Linked DNA regions of Mus musculus: region 1 is linked to region 2. The links are chromatin contacts, called in public promoter capture Hi-C maps. All regions are on one chromosome and are shown on one strand. The core of a region is the stretch at or near the end of the contact, and the rest is flanking DNA. Distances in the headings are between cores, read along the strand shown.

Evidence for each region. Capture Hi-C pulls out chosen DNA fragments and counts their contacts.
Region 1: a promoter capture Hi-C map of adipose tissue shows a contact between it and region 2, with 4 times the contacts expected there. The contact joins the promoter of Tlnrd1 here to the promoter of Btbd1 in region 2. A contact is called at or near these places in 1 of 484 Hi-C or Micro-C datasets (B cells) and 1 of 9 other capture datasets (adipose tissue).

The regions. Positions count from the first base shown.
Region 1 is chr7:83,882,175-83,886,228 of GRCm38.p6, forward strand. It overlaps Tlnrd1 (talin rod domain containing 1), which reads right to left and starts at 2,167. Exons shown (of 1, transcript NM_030705.4): 1 at 1-2,167. The coding sequence starts at 1,047. It also overlaps a transcript of Mesd not described here.
Region 2 is chr7:81,827,855-81,831,706 of GRCm38.p6, forward strand. It overlaps Btbd1 (BTB (POZ) domain containing 1), which reads right to left and starts at 1,577. Exons shown (of 8, transcript NM_146193.2): 1 at 1,119-1,577. The coding sequence starts at 1,537.

The sequences.
Region 1 (4,054 bases), core at 917-3,416, 2.1 Mb after region 2:
TGAAGACCTTTCCCTTAAAGCCTGAGATAGCAGGGTGCAGCCTTCAGACACGGCGCAGGCCGAGTTCCTCAGCCTCTCCCTGTGGTCCGACATCTTGGCGCTCCCATCTGGGTGCTGCGCCAGATCCCTGAGGCACTGGGTCAAGAGCACGCAGGCCGACACCACACTCATGGCACCTCCCAGGATGGCGGTCTGCACCGCCTTGCCCTCAGTGCTCACGGCAGCTGCGCGACCCAGGAATTGAGGCTCGGTGGCAAAGCCCACCAAAGCGCTCACCGCCTGCACCAAGGGCCCACTGAAGAGCGCGCAACGACTGCGGGCCAGCTCGCTGGGTGCCGCCTTCACTTCGCGTACGCATGCTAACAGCGCGGATGCACTTGTGCTCATGCACTTGACGCCCAGCTTGAACTGTTCGCGAGAGAAGCGGTCCCGTGACTTGTCACTGGCCAGGGCGCACGCATCCGTCAGGAACTTGAGGTTTCGAGACAGGCCCTGCGACACCTCCAGCAACAGCTGTGGGGTCATGTCCGCCAGTGGGGTGGCTCGCAGCACAGCACAGCCTTGTTCTACCTCGTGGCGGCAGCGTGTCACACGGTAGCGGTCCACAAGGCCTGGCTGTGCAGGTTGAGCGCCCGGTGTGGCCACGGCTGCCAGGTAGGCCGCATGTGCAGAACACTCGGTCAGCGACACCACCAAGTCGCCCAGTTCCACAAGACTGTCTCCCGCCTCTCCGAAGCGGCCCATGTTGAGCTGGCTCTGCACGTCGTGGGTGAGGATGGACAGCCCCTTAGTGCGCGCGATGATGGTGTCCCGGCACTGCTCGAAGGACTCCGCACCAGCGCCAGGGGAGGCGGGGCCTTCGAAGAGCACCGGCCGCGCCTCGCTAGACAGCAGCAGCAGGTCGGCCACCAGCTGCATCTTGCCCTTGCAGTGATCACAGATAGATACCAGCCTCTTCCGCGGCTGCGAGCTGGCCCCGCCGACGGCGCTCCCAGGAGCCGGAGAAGCCGCCTCGCCAGTGGGCTTCCCGGCGCTGCCGCTAGCCATCGCGCCCAGGGGGCACTGGCATGCCGCTGGGGAGCCCGCTACCACCGCCGCCGCGACTCAGCTGGCCAGGGCCGCGCTGCCTTCCGCGCACCATCATGCCACCCACCGCGGCGGGCACAGAGATCCGGGTGGCGGCGGCCGGTGGCCGGGCGTCGCAGGGCGGGCCCAAGCCCGCGGCAAGCTCTTCGGGGCGCTGTGTAGCTCGCGGGAACCGTGAGCCGGGGCACGGCAGACTCCTAGTCCGCGCCCCTCTTCACTAGCCTACCAGAAAAGTCCCCGCTGCCGGGCTGTCGCCACCTTCCTGGGCATGGCCGGCCGGGCCGCCGGAGCGGAGAGGGCGGGACGGGGAGGCTGGGAGTTGTCCTTCCTTCCTTCCTTCCTTTGAAATCAAAATCCTCTGCTCCTAGAGGAGCGCGGGCGGCGGCCCCGGCAGGCTTTGCTGTCAGCCGCTGCGCTGCGGCTATCCGGCTCAGCAGCGCACGTGGGCTTCAGGGGCGGCGACCCCGCCAGACGGTACAGGCTGGCGACGGCGGCCGGAGCTGACGCCCGGGGGCGCGCGGCCGCATCTCCTGCTCCGGCTCTTAGGGCGCTGGGCGGCCACTGGGCCGAGGGCGTGGCTGGCTCTGTGGCGGCCGCGCGGAGTCAGTCGGGCGGGAGGCTGCAACGCAGGGTGCTGGGCGGCCGCGCCTTCCCGCCTGGCGGTTCAGAGTGCGCGGCCCGGCGCCGCGGCGGCACGCCCTCCCCTCCTGAATGGCCTGCGGCCGGCGACCGGCTGTCGTGGAGATTCCATCTGTGTTTCCCCGCAGAGCCCGCGGGCCCCGCGCATCCGACGCCCCAGGGTGGTCGGCTCAGAAGGTGAGCGCGGCGTCGCGGAGGCCGACCCGGGCCCGGACTCCTGCCATGTTTGTCAACCAGCAACTTCCGAGCGACCTCCGAGCAACTGAAAGGAAGGGAGGAGACCGCAGGCCAGGGGACACCCGCCTGCCCGCGCACGGTTGCAGTTTTCGCCTCCTGGCGTCCGCCTCGCCCCCGGCTCGCCGCCGCCACCTCGGCCGTAACCTCCCCGGAGCCTATAGGAATCTTTTGTGTGGCGTCACCGCCTTTCGTTTAAATCCCGCTTCCTCCTCTCGCCCTTCCTCCCGCCCCCTCCGCCGATCCCGGATGCTTGCGCGATGCGCTGCTCCTCCCCCGGGAAGCTGGGGGCCGTGGGAGGACGCCGCGCCCAGCCCCGACGCTGCGGCCCTGGGGCCGGTGGTCCCTGCATCCGGAGAGGCTGGGAAGCGTGTGTGGTGGGGAAGGCCCGCCCTCGCTCCGCGCCCAGGCGCTGTGTATACCCTGGGGACACCGGGGCGCAGCCGCTAGTGGCCTTACGTAAGCTCTCAGCATGCCCCAGGACTCGATGCTTCCTCCCTGCCGAGGGAGCTAGTGTAAAAGGTGATCTGTTTTGCTTGCTTGGGGAGGATGCCACTCATTACTCCCGGGATCTCCCCACCGCCTCCGGATTCCAGTCACCTCTGAGATTCGATGACTTTTGCAAGCCCTCCTCCGCCCTTTGTTGTGTTGGACCCTCTCCTGTGGGTGGGTTTCCGTGAAACAGTGAAAAGGAGCTCTGATCACGCTTGAGTCCCCACAGCTTGTTTGACTCAGTGATAGACCCTCCCTGAGGTTGGTCTTACCCCCCCCCCCCCCAGCCGTTTAGGAGTTGTGTGACCTTGGGCAAGTTTTCTCTCCCAAGTTACTGTAGTCAGGTAGTGTATGGTGACCTCGGTTCCAGCTGGCTAGAATTCCAATGTGCCTTGATCAGCAGTTCGCCCTTTCCTGACTCCATCTATATAATGGAATAATAGCAACCATTGTTAAGTAAAGAGCCAGTCTCTGGAGGTAAACACTGTTATCTCTGGGTTACAGGCTGGGAAACTGGTGGCCCAGATGGCTCCCCGCCCTGTAACGAGGAATTAAACGGAGGACCTTGAGCTACTGTACTTTTTATTTATTAATTTAACTGTGCAGACAGGCTTTGAACTTCTGGCGATCCTCCTTCAGGGTCTGTAGTTGGTGATTGTAGGCCTGTGCCATAGGGCTTTGTGGCCAGGTGGACTAAGTGACTCCCTAGGCTCTTAACAACAGCAGTGGCTAAAAGAGAAGGTCCCCTAAACCCACTGGCCACACCCACTCCCTTTCTTTGTGCAGACCTTGTCTGCCAGAAACTCCTGGAACACCTGGGCCTCCTCCCAGTAAAGCACTCTCTCAAGAGCCCTGAAGTCTTCTGCTGGTGCCCAGCACTGCCAGTGTGTGCTCAGCCAATGGAAATGTTTGTTCTTCTGTCTCTTCGTAGGACCTCCACGTCCTACATTTTTAAGCCAGTTATAAGTGTTATTTATAAGTTGGATGGCCTCAAATTTATCGTCCAAACCCCAATAGTTTACAGAATAAATTATGAGTCAAGTTATTAATATAAGTTAATGAGGAACAACCGGTAAAAACCTGGATAGCCGCCCTACTCATAATCAAAAATAATAATTAAAAAAAAATGCCCTTGCAGATGCTTTAGATTTTAGGTGAACCAACTGTCTCTGCAAACTGAAGCCAGTAAAACCAATGGCTCTCTTAACAAGAATTCTATAGGGCTACTTCCTCCCTGGTAACCCAGGAATAGCAGTGAATCCTAAAAAATAGTTTCCTTAACTCTGAGAACCTAAGAGAGGGACCAGTAAGATAGCTCAGCAGGCAAAGGTGCCTGCCACCAAGGCTTCGTTTTTCAGATAGTGTCACTCTTCCTAAACTGATCTTTCCAGGTTCTTTCTTGTTTACCTCCTGCCATTGTTCACTTACAGCTCAAACGCTGGGTGTCTACCATGTGCCAGCCCTTGTTCAAGGCACTGCGCTTACACTATAGATTGTAATAGAGCAGCCTCTGCTTGTGAAGATAAGAGTCCCGGAAGGGAAGGTTCACAAATAAGTGCTCCCAGTTACTGTTTACTCAGTAAAAGCACAGGACAAAAATGGA
Region 2 (3,852 bases), core at 327-2,826:
GTTCGCTGAGTTCGAAGCCAGCTTGGAATACATATCGAGCCCCAAATCGGCCAAGTCTAAATAATGAGCCCAGGTCCAAGAAAATAAAAGCCAAACCCATATCTCCGCCCCCAAAAGGTGGGGCTCATGAAAAGGAGAAAGCACTTTACTGTTTTAATTTGCATTTCCTCATTTACTAATGAGGTCACACATTCCTTGGTTGTATTTTTTTCTTTTCTATTACATCTTGTCCTTTATCCATTTATTGATGGGAACTTAACATATATTTCTTGTGTGAACTTTATATTTCCCTCCATAAGCATCTTCTTGAGGAAGCTATGAGCCTCTGTGGACTCTTGTGCTCCACTGACTTGCCTGTTTACGTCAGAATTACTCAAAATCTGCTGTCTTAAAAACAACACTATACTCAAGCAGCCAACACCATCTTCGGTCCTCCGGGAGCTGGCTCGATTACCTTGGACAAGTCACTTTTCTGGGCCTCGGTCCCATTTGTAAAACTGGGGTAAAACAACAAGATATGCCTCCCTAACAGTTAGGACTGCTGTGATTAACAACGCCACAATGCCACTACCTTCCACTAAGTAGCAAACTAATCAGCTATCAATCAATCTCCTATCCTCAGATCATCGGAGAGCAAACTCGAACACTACTAGCGTGTTTTAGAATACAAAAACCGTCACCTTGACTGCAGAAACTTGAAGCAGGCCAGCCTGATACCTGCTATGGCTATTATCTTCCAGAGTCCTGACAGCAAACCGTGGAGACCCTGACAACCCCAGTCCTCTAAGACCCTTCATCCACCCGGGTCCTTAAACAAAAACGAATCCTGCAAGTGGGTAATCGGGACAGCCTATCTCGTCTTCTAGTCTGCCCACTCGATTATGAAGCCCGGGCGACAGACAATTCCGCTACTGGAATGTGACAGCACCCTTCAACGGCAAAGCGCCCGCCACCGCCGGGAATGGCGACACTGACCGACCTTCCCAAGCATCGCCTGCCTGCCGGGGAGGACCCGAGGGAGGCCGACTCGCCCAGCCCAAGGTCACTCGGGAGTCGACGCAGGCCGGGCTGGGTGCCGCCACCCTCCAGGCCGCCGGCTCCGCGCGCCCGCCGCTCACCTCAGCAGCGCCAGGAAGGCGGCGGGCTCCACGTCCGGCAGCTCGATCTCGGCCGACGTCGTGGCCATGCCGCCGTTGAACATGGCGTCGAAGACCGCGCTGCCGGCCGCCAGCACGAAGCGGTGGGCGGGGATGCGCTGCGGGCCCCCGGCGGCCGCCGCGCCTCGGCCCTTGCCCAGCACGAAACGCACATCGCTCAGCAGCTCCGAGTTGAAGAGGAAGGCGAAGCGCTCCTTGAGCGACGCCTTGGTGGCCTGCCAGTTGTACAGCGGCTCGCGCTGCAGGGGCAGCAGCGGCCCGAGAGCGGACGGCGAGGGAGCCGGTGGCGGCGGCGGAGGCGGCGGCGGGGCCGGAGGGCCGGGCTCCGCCTCAGCTCCGGTCGCCGGCTCCCCGGCCGCGGCTGACCCGAGCGAGGCCATCCTCCTGCTGCGCGGCTCCGCTCAAGCTGCGAGCACCCGGCGCGCCGCCGCCATGGTCGAGCCGCCCCGAGGCCGGCACCGCCCCCCTGCCTTCCGGGAAAGGCGCTTCCGGCCGCGCGCGCCCGCCCTCCCGCGGGGCCGCGTTGCTGAGGCGGGAGGCGCGCGGCCGCGAGAGGGTTGAGGGGCGTGCGGGCGCGCCGCGCTGATTCCTCAGGCCGCCTCCCGCTCCTCCCTTCAGGCTCGCCTCGCTCCCACCCGCGTCACCCTGCGAGGACGCCGCCTCAGCCCGCTTGGTGGATGAGCTGGACGTGGAAGGACCTCGAGGGCACGGCAAGGGAGTCTGTAGAGGAGAGACAGACACCCTGCTATTCTAAAGGCGGGATGGTGGCCCTGTCACAGCCCGGATGGCTGCATCACCCTTGGAAACCCCAGGCGGAGCTGAGAGGCTAGGAAGTCCACTGATCCCTCTCCCCGTCCGCAGTCTCTTTCTTACCCCTTCTGACTGTCGAGGCTCCACTCCGCCCTGTGAGAGAGTTCCTCTGCCATTTCCATGTCTAAGATTGAGGGCCTTCTTGCTCAACTCTCCTAGGCCTTGCTTTTGGTTCCAGTGCAGAAAAGCACTGGAACCACACCACCTTATGAGCCCTAGGATTTGAGTTGAGATTGGCTCATGCCTGTAATCCCAGTAAAATGGAAGGTTGAGGCAGGAACATGGCTGCAACTGGGAACCCAGCCTGGGTAGCAAATGAAGACCCACACACACACGCACGCACACACACACACACACACACACACACACACACACACACACACGTCTTAACTCCTTTCCCCTCAAAAACAAATGGGAAGGGTGCTGCCAGCTACATATCTTTGGGGGCAGTGTTCCTGTGTGGTTGTCATTATGTGGGAGCCTTTCTTGAACCCTGCAGCAATAAATAGATCCTAAGATAAGGCACTTGTTATAGGCAGAAGGAAAAGACCCAGAAAATGATTCTTTACGACACGAGAATAACTGGGGGGGGAGGGGGGGAACCTTCCGGCTTACAGATGTCAAGCAATCTAAGAGTCCTACGCTCCGAGTTTATAGTGGAATTGGACAAGAAATTTAAGCTGATTCTTTGAAAACAAAAGCAAGATACCAGAACCTTTCCCCTACCCCCATATTTTAATCTCTATTTTTAGGAATATTAAAAAACTCCGAAAAAGCTCTACTATTAATTTTGAAATATATACAATTCAATTCTCTGTTATGGGACTTTAGAAATAGAGTTGCAGTTGCCACCAAGCCTGATGACCCGAGTTTAATCCCAAGCACCTACAAGGTAGAGGGAGAGAACTAACTCCTGCAAGTTATCCTTTGACCTCTTGATGTCTAGTGTGACATCCCATAAAAATGGAATGTAATTTTAAAACATGGCTGGGTGTGATGATGCATACCTTTGAACCTGTGTCACAGGGGTTCACTTAGCTCTGTGAATTCCAGACCAGCCAGGGAGACCCTGTTCCAAAAATACTAAGTAAATAAAAATACCCTACAGGGCCAGAGAGATGGCTCAGCAGGTAAAGGTACTTTCTGCTAAGACTAAAGAACTGAATTTCATCCTGAGAGAGACCGATTGGCTGTCCTCTGCACTCCACAAGCACTGTGGTACTCCAGGATATGTATAGATCTACAGATACACAAAAATGAGTAATTAAAAAAAAATAAACTACAAAAAGAGCAGGGCACAGTGGCCCATGCCTTTAATCCCAGAATTAGGGAGGCGGAGGCAGGCAGCTTTCTGTGAGTTCCGGACCAACCTGGTCTACAAAGCAAGTTCCTACTCAGCCTGGGCTACAGAGTGAGACCTTGTCTCAAAACCAACCAACCAACCAACAACAGCAAAAATTCCAAAACTAGCTTCTGTCAGGTCCAAAGCTCCACTTCCTCCAAAATGGCAATGCTAGTGACATTGTCCTAAACAAGGATTTTGGGTAAACAGAGGATTGTTTATCTGTAAACAAGCCTAAAGGTTTCTATTTACTAGAAAAGCAGATCTCTTAAAGTGGTTGCTATTCACCAAGAATCTCCCTTAATCTTCCAGGAATCTGCTGGGTGGTAGTGTCTCAAGCTCACATACACACTTAGGCTTTAATTCTAGCAGGGAGGCAGAGGCAGGTTGATCTCTAAGTTCTAGGCCAGCCTTATCTACAGAGCCAGTTCCAAGACAGCCAGTGCAATACAGAGAAACCTTCTCCTAAAAAAAAAAAAAAAAAATTAAAAATCCTCCAGAAACCTTTCTTAATCTTCCCCCAAAGGTCAACTACCTCAGGCA